2 separate regions of the Sorghum bicolor genome follow, and region 1 is linked to region 2. Evidence: chromatin contacts called from public HiCAR-type data. All regions are on one chromosome and are shown on one strand. Each heading gives the region's core, a stretch centred on a gene start, on an enhancer-like site or on the middle of the called end of the contact. The rest is flanking DNA. Distances are from core to core; before and after follow the strand shown. Region 1 holds the start of LOC8066781 (sorting nexin 2B). Region 2 holds the start of LOC8061321 (N-terminal acetyltransferase B complex auxiliary subunit NAA25).

Evidence for each region. HiCAR-type assays count read pairs that join an accessible place to other places.
Region 1: a contact with region 2 is called in a HiCAR-type map of leaf, with 4 times the contacts expected there. The contact joins the promoter of LOC8066781 here to the promoter of LOC8061321 in region 2. A contact is called at or near these places in 2 of 4 Hi-C or Micro-C datasets (leaf and leaf mesophyll) and 1 of 1 datasets of contacts at active chromatin or transcription factors (leaf).

The regions. Positions count from the first base shown.
Region 1 is chr9:40,452,092-40,455,407 of Sorghum_bicolor_NCBIv3, forward strand. LOC8066781 (sorting nexin 2B) reads left to right here and starts at 1,719. Exons shown (of 5, transcript XM_002439554.2): 1 at 1,719-2,801. The coding sequence starts at 1,806.
Region 2 is chr9:40,069,787-40,073,346 of Sorghum_bicolor_NCBIv3, forward strand. It overlaps LOC8061321 (N-terminal acetyltransferase B complex auxiliary subunit NAA25), which reads right to left and starts at 2,176. Exons shown (of 19, transcript XM_021447724.1): 1 at 2,030-2,176; 2 at 798-954; 3 at 599-717; 4 at 436-510. The coding sequence starts at 2,176.

The DNA.
Region 1 (3,316 bases), core at 469-2,968, 380 kb after region 2:
CACGGTCAGGAACGGCCTTGGGGACATCTACATTAAGGGTGATGAATCTTGTGTGTTAAATATGCTCATTATTTATTGTTTAATGCTTTACATTATTTATGTCACATTGATCATGAAATTGTGAGATATATACAATCTAGTTGCTATACTTGTGGAGTTCGACATGGACTCACTCTTGCTATTTCCCCCAAACCTCAGGAGAGTTTAGGCTTGTGATCAACCAGTCAGTTTGATTCTGTAGAGAGAAGTTAATACCCGAAGTTGGAGTTGTCTATCCGCTGTTTGCTATTAAAGGTTATCTTTTTTATACTAAGTACGTTATATGTTTATGCATTGTCTTTTGATATTACTCCTCATTTGTAGCTATATGTGAGATTTGACTTCTAAGACTCATATATGGTGTATATCTGGTTTTGTCCTTAAAATCGGGTATTACACAATGACACGGGGACATTTATATTTTGTAAGATAGTTTTTTAATGATTTTCATTTGTTTTTTTAGATGTGGGTTTTCTGAATTAGGAACTGCGATGCTTTGTGTCACAGCAAACCAACTAGTACTTGATGTTTGTGTTACCCTTGACCTGTCACGTTAAGTGTCAACTTGTCCTTTCATGTAGTAGATACCACTAAGGAGCACCAAGATATTCATCTTTCACCTTTGGATGAAACATACTGTAGAAGCTGATGAATAGAACTAGCATCCTGGTTCATATCATGTTCATTCCCTTTCGAAGAATATCCATCCAGTAATTATGTTTATTGTACTCTGATTTTTATTTATAATTGTTTTACAAGGTATAAGAAATATCATGGATATTATGTAGGGAAGGAGAAAGCAAGAAAGTCCAACTATGCTGATATGGTAATAGGATCTTTCAAAGAGACCTTTTGTTTCTTTATAAATTCGATGCCCCCTTATTCTTTTTGTACCGTAGCTTTTCAGATAAACTGCAGATGCTACAGCTAAAGATTTGCTAGCTTGCAATTGTGCTCTACCAGGATAGATGTTATTCTAAAAATAATTGAAGTATTGACAGAGCACATCACTCTAACAGAATCTCTCTTTCTACATAAAGTGAGAACTCCCATGCAGAAAAAATATATATTGTTGGCCTTCGATTTTTCAAAATGAATAAGTGTTTTAGTGCCTACTCTAAAAAAAGGTAACATAGGTTATGCTTACCAATGGACAATGGTCCATGGTACTTGAACTATGCTGATTGTGTTAGATGGAATGGAGAATCCTTACTTGAATGCATCAAGCGGCATGAGCATTTTCTTGTACTGCAGCTTGGCTTGAAACAAGGAATGAAGGTGAGTTCTCCATCAAATACTTGAGCTAAGATTTGGCCACGTCACTTTTCAGAAAGTGGAAGATAACTACCCTAAAAATCTTCCAGACACGTGACGTACAGGTGCTTTTTTGTTTTTGTGTTCTATTGTACAAAGTGACGTGGCAACATATGATTTGTAGAAAAAGTGAAAGAAAACAAACTGAGAAATTTTTCAGAAGATGTGTAGTCAGACCCATAGGTATTATGGAGACCTATTTTAGATTTAGGTTCTTTGATAGACAGCCTAAACGAGCCCAATCTGCGTGAGTTCTTCCATTGTTGTTGCTCGAAATACACTGCTACTACACGATATCCTAGGCTCCCACCGCCCACGTGGCGCCACGTGAGCGTCTTCTTATGCCAACCGCGCGGTGACAAACCGCCGGAGCCTTGCGCTCGTAGTATTCTCCGCTCAGTACCACACCCATCTGCTCTCCTGGTTTCGCTTTTCCCCCACTCCTCCGCGTCATGATGTCCTCGGCGCCGCCGTCGGAGCCGGCCACCGCCGGCGACGACGACGATATGGAGTCTCTCCCCCTTGCCGCCGCCTCCGACTACGCCTCCGTTGCCTCCACCTTCGACCCCCTTCTCTCCTCCACCTCCGCCACCGCCGCCTCGCCCCGCTCCCCTCCGACGCGCGCCGCCGCCTTCACCCTCTCCTCGACCTTCTCCTCCTCCTTCGTTGACCCGCCCTCCTACGCCGACGCCACCGGCGCCGGCGCCGGCTCCTCCTCCCCGCGCTCCGCCTCCTCTCCCTCCTCCGCGTCGCCGAGATCCGCGCGCTTGGCGGCCTCCGAGTACTCCCTCCTCGCCGTCTCCGACCCAGAGACCGAGGCCGAGCCAGCCGCCACCTCGCTCGTCCCCGGATCCGGACCCACCTTTGTCTCCTACCTCGTCACCAGCGTCCACCGCCGGGACCCCGACCAGCGCCGCCATTCGGTGCGCCGCCGCTTCCGCGACTTCGTCACGCTCGCCGACCGCCTTGCCGAGGCCTTCCGGGGCCATTTCGTGCCGCCGCGCCCGGACAAGAACACCGTCGAGAGCCAGGTCATGCAGCGGGACGAGTTCGTGGCGCAGCGCCGTGCCGCTCTCGAGAGGTACCTCTGGCGACTCGCCGAGCACCCGGCCATCGGCCCCAGCGACGAGCTGCGCGTCTTTCTGCATGCCGAGGGAAAGATGCCACTGCCCGGCAGCACTGATATGGCATCACGGATGCTCGATGGTGCGGCAAGGCTGCCGCGGCAGCTCATTGCTGGGGAGGATGCCGTCGCCCCGCCGCAGGAAGTTGTGCAGCCTGCCAAGGGTGGCAGGGACCTGCTGAGGATATTCAAGGAGCTCAAGCAGTCGGTGGTAACTGACTGGGCCGGTGTCAAGCCACCCCTGGTAGAGGAGGATAGGGAGTTCCTGGAGAAGAAAAATAAGCTGCAGGAGTGGGAGCAGCAGCTCACCAGTGCGTCACAACAGGTGATCTCTTCTGCCTCAGATGCCAAAAGCCCATAACTTCCATGTAATATGTGTCTCATAGTTAATTGTTATGACCATGGGAGTGAGGCAATGTATTTCTTCTCTTCTACGGCTAATTACTACCTCTGCCCAAAAAAGAATGTAATCCAAGGTTTGGACTAAGCCAAATTTGCTTTAACTTTGACTAGGTTTATAGAAAATAGTATGTGTAGGATATTGGTTCTGTGGTAATTGACAATATAGTATAAGAGATATTAATGGTCAAGTTATAGGCTTCCTCAAATCCTAGTATGCCTTAGAAAAATAAACAGAGGGAGTAACAAAGGAAGTGGCCCTCAAGGCCTTAATATAGCATGAACCTTGACTCCTTGAGGACATTTTGTAGTATTATTTTTACAGAGTAGTAGATTGGCATTTAGTTAGTAGAGCTTGGTGAACAAGGAAGGCTTGAGAGAGGAAAAAACCTTCTATGACATGAAGAACTGGTCAAATTACAAAGAGAAAACATATTAAGG
Region 2 (3,560 bases), core at 926-3,425:
TATGCTACTAACAATCCAACTCGCCTGTGACAAACGATGAAACAACCCAACCAAAACAAACACACACTACACCAGCACAAAGGAGACCTGACAGCTTTGATGCTTTATATCATTCTCTTTCCATTGCTATATGATGGTCTCTCACATATTTCCTCTGCACACTCGCTCACCCAGTGACTCCGCTCTTAGACATCTAACTAGTGTATCATCTTCTTGTCATGTTCAGTCTACAGTGGTAATACTATTACTGTACCCACTGGACCACAAAACATGCATAGTTAACCATAATTCTGCCCATTGGTCCATGACAAACACAAATGTTTGTACTTACAACTACCTTAGTCCTTTAATGAACAAACAGCCCTTCTCCAGTAACGAATTTGAAATGGCAAATGCATATACTACAAACCATGCAAATATGAGAAATATTCTCACCTGCAGCTGAATGCTGCAAACTGCCCAAAGCAAAAACCTTTCTTCTCCTACAGTTTTGTACATTTTGAGAGCTGTCTGCAAAAGATACCAGGCAAGGAGGCAAGCATAGAAATAAGATATCAAAAGGAATATAAATTAATTAGCAATGAAAGTACCATTATACCTGCTGTTGTTTCACGTATGAGTACTCTCTAACATAGCAATTAAAAAGTCCCATCATTAATTCCAAGTTACTTGGATACTTTGTACAGGCATACTCATAGCACGAAGTAGCCAGATCCACTGGTCATGAGAAAATTTAGAGATAAATACTACAGTAATAATGTTAAATGGATAAAATAAATGAACAAGTACAAACGCACATCGGTCAAGCCTTTGAAATACTATCTGTAGAGTGCTAAGTGTAAGATCATCAAAATGAAAAATGTTGTCAGAATACAATAGCTCCTTGGCATTCAGGGACACGCTCAATGCTTCATCAGGCTTTCCCATCCTTTCCAGAATAAGAGCCTTGAGGGCCTGGAATGAGATAAGTTAAGGTAAGGCTTCAACAGTTCAGTGCATGACAAACAGCATAAAAACAACAAAGAGGAGTTTCACTACAGATCTTTAACAGATGGCTTCACTAAGTATGTTGGCAAGAAACAGGCTGAAGTGCCAAAACAATTAAATTATTCAAACACAAACCTTGAATTCAGATCCAGCCAAATACAAAATATGGAAAGAAACATATATATAAGAGAGAAGACAAGGAGTTTCCACATGCTGGTTCATCCAGCTCAACTAAGTACCCTAACCAATCTTCTGCAGGTGGCTCACACATGCCACAGCAACCACCACTGCCGCTTTCTCATCCCCCGCCCACCACCACCACACCACACACACACACACATTGTCATTTCTTCTTCCACAATGCAGCCTCCATGCTGCCATATATTGCTGCTGCTGGACGCCAGCTTGCATATATGAATAGAAGCAAAATAGGTACCCCATGACTACCTCACTACTCAGGGCCCTTCTCCAAAGAAGGCCACCCCCTTGGCTCTCTGTCCGGACTCTGGAGTCAAATCTGGAGTGTACCGAACAGGGATATGCATTGACACGGCAAAACAAACCCAAAAAAAGGCACGCAAGTCTATGTAGCCCTGGTGTACAGCACATACCATGAATTGCTCCAATACCATTGATTCCCAGCAAGGAAAAAGCAGATTTAAAAGAAATTAGGATGGTATCCTCATATATATATATATATATATATATATATATATATACGGCGTCCTTTTGCTATGTTTTCCATTCTCAGCGTAATCTTTGATCAAATGGATGGATAAGTATTGCTTTAAACTTTAGTGGATGATGACTATGTTTAAGGGCTTCGGACATGTTACCTGCTGCTCCAGTTTCAGGCAACAGGCAACAGTGTATATATATATATATATATATATATATATATATATATATATATATATATATATATATAGCCGAACTGGACTGCTGATTGCCCAACTACCCGTTTCCACGCCAGATTCGCCAAAAGTACACTAAAAGAGCCAAAACGAAAACGAGTTCCAACTGAGAGAGGTAAAGTGCTCACTAGCGCGTAGGGGGATGTGGGATGCTTGGCGAGGAGCCCGGTGCAGAGCTTGAGCGCGGCCTTGTACTGGCGCGAGTCGACTGCGTCCCAGATCGGCCTCACTCGCCGCTCTGGGATGCCGCCGGCGAGCCCAAACTTGCTGGCCATGTCCTCTCGCAATCTAGGGTTAGGGTTCTGGGGGTGCGGCGCGCCGCGGGTGGGGAAGACGAAGCGGGAGAGGAGCGGGAGAGGAGCGGAGGCGGACGAGAGAAGGGTTTATCGAGTCGGGGTTGTGACGGCGCGCCGCGCCCGTGGGGACGTAGAGGATGGGGATGGCACGGTCCGAGGATTGAAGGGATGGGATGGCATCACACCCGTTGGTCTTACCACGGGCGGTAGGCGATCGTCAACCGGAGGAAATTGGAAGTGGCTGCTGCCGTAACCCTATTGTGGGGACGTCACAGAGATCTAGGCCCTTGAGTATCGGACGAGCGGCCTGGATTGACGGGATCTAAAGCTGTGTGGAGACGGAGCGTGGAGGATGGCGGCATATGCATCTCATGTGTTCAGACAGATGTCTGAGGGAGAGAGTTGTTTTAGAGCATGCAGTCCCAGATTCATATTTTTTGGTCATGTTTAGTTCTAAAAAGTTTATGGATTTGGTATAGTATTTTTGTTTTATTTATCAATTAGTATCGAATCATGGAGATTCGTCTCGCGATTTAAAGGCAAACTGTGCAATTAGTTTTTGTTTTCGTCTACATTTAATGCTCCATCCATATGTCTAAATATTCGATGTAATGGGTGAAAAAAATTTGGGTGGAAAACTAAACAAGGCCTTAATAAGAAAATTTTGTAGAGAAATTTCAGAGCTTCATTAGATCTCTGTGTTCCATCCTCAATGAGGAAAAAAATCAATCTCTCAAAAGCCATCCTTCAACCACTCAAAGACGAGGGACATCCCTCCCCTAATACACTAGGCCCACATTAACTATCGCTTTCTCACGTCTCTCACCTCGCTACCCCATACCGAAGCTCACCTTGGCGACGTGTGCAAAGGGCCTCGCGTCGTGCAACACTAGGGAGGCCGCAATTGCAATGCCTCGCAACAGTGGCACACCGGACCTCATCGCCCACACCAGAGTTTGCCCGCTACAGTGGCTGCGCTACATACACTCCTCACAGGGCTCGCGTGCGCCAGCGGCAGCGGCAGCTCTTGTGCCTCGGGCTCCAGCCATCTCACTTGGTTGAGAAAGCACCTCCCTTGCTCCTATCCTCCGTCTCTATGACTCAGTTTGCTCAAGAGGAAAGAGTGAAGGAGAGGAAGAGAAGAGTGTGGATGAAGGAAGGAGATGAAATCACATCTATATATTTTTGATCCAACAGTTAAATGTTAAATTAGGGTTGTTAAGGGCAAAGTAGGTTGAGTCAAAGCAGGATGAATCTGCAACATGGGCCAAAATCACATATTGGGGATGAGATATTGGGGAATTGTGAAAGCATCTCCCCCCAACAGTCCATATTGGGCTACCTCAACGCTAGCTTATTAGGG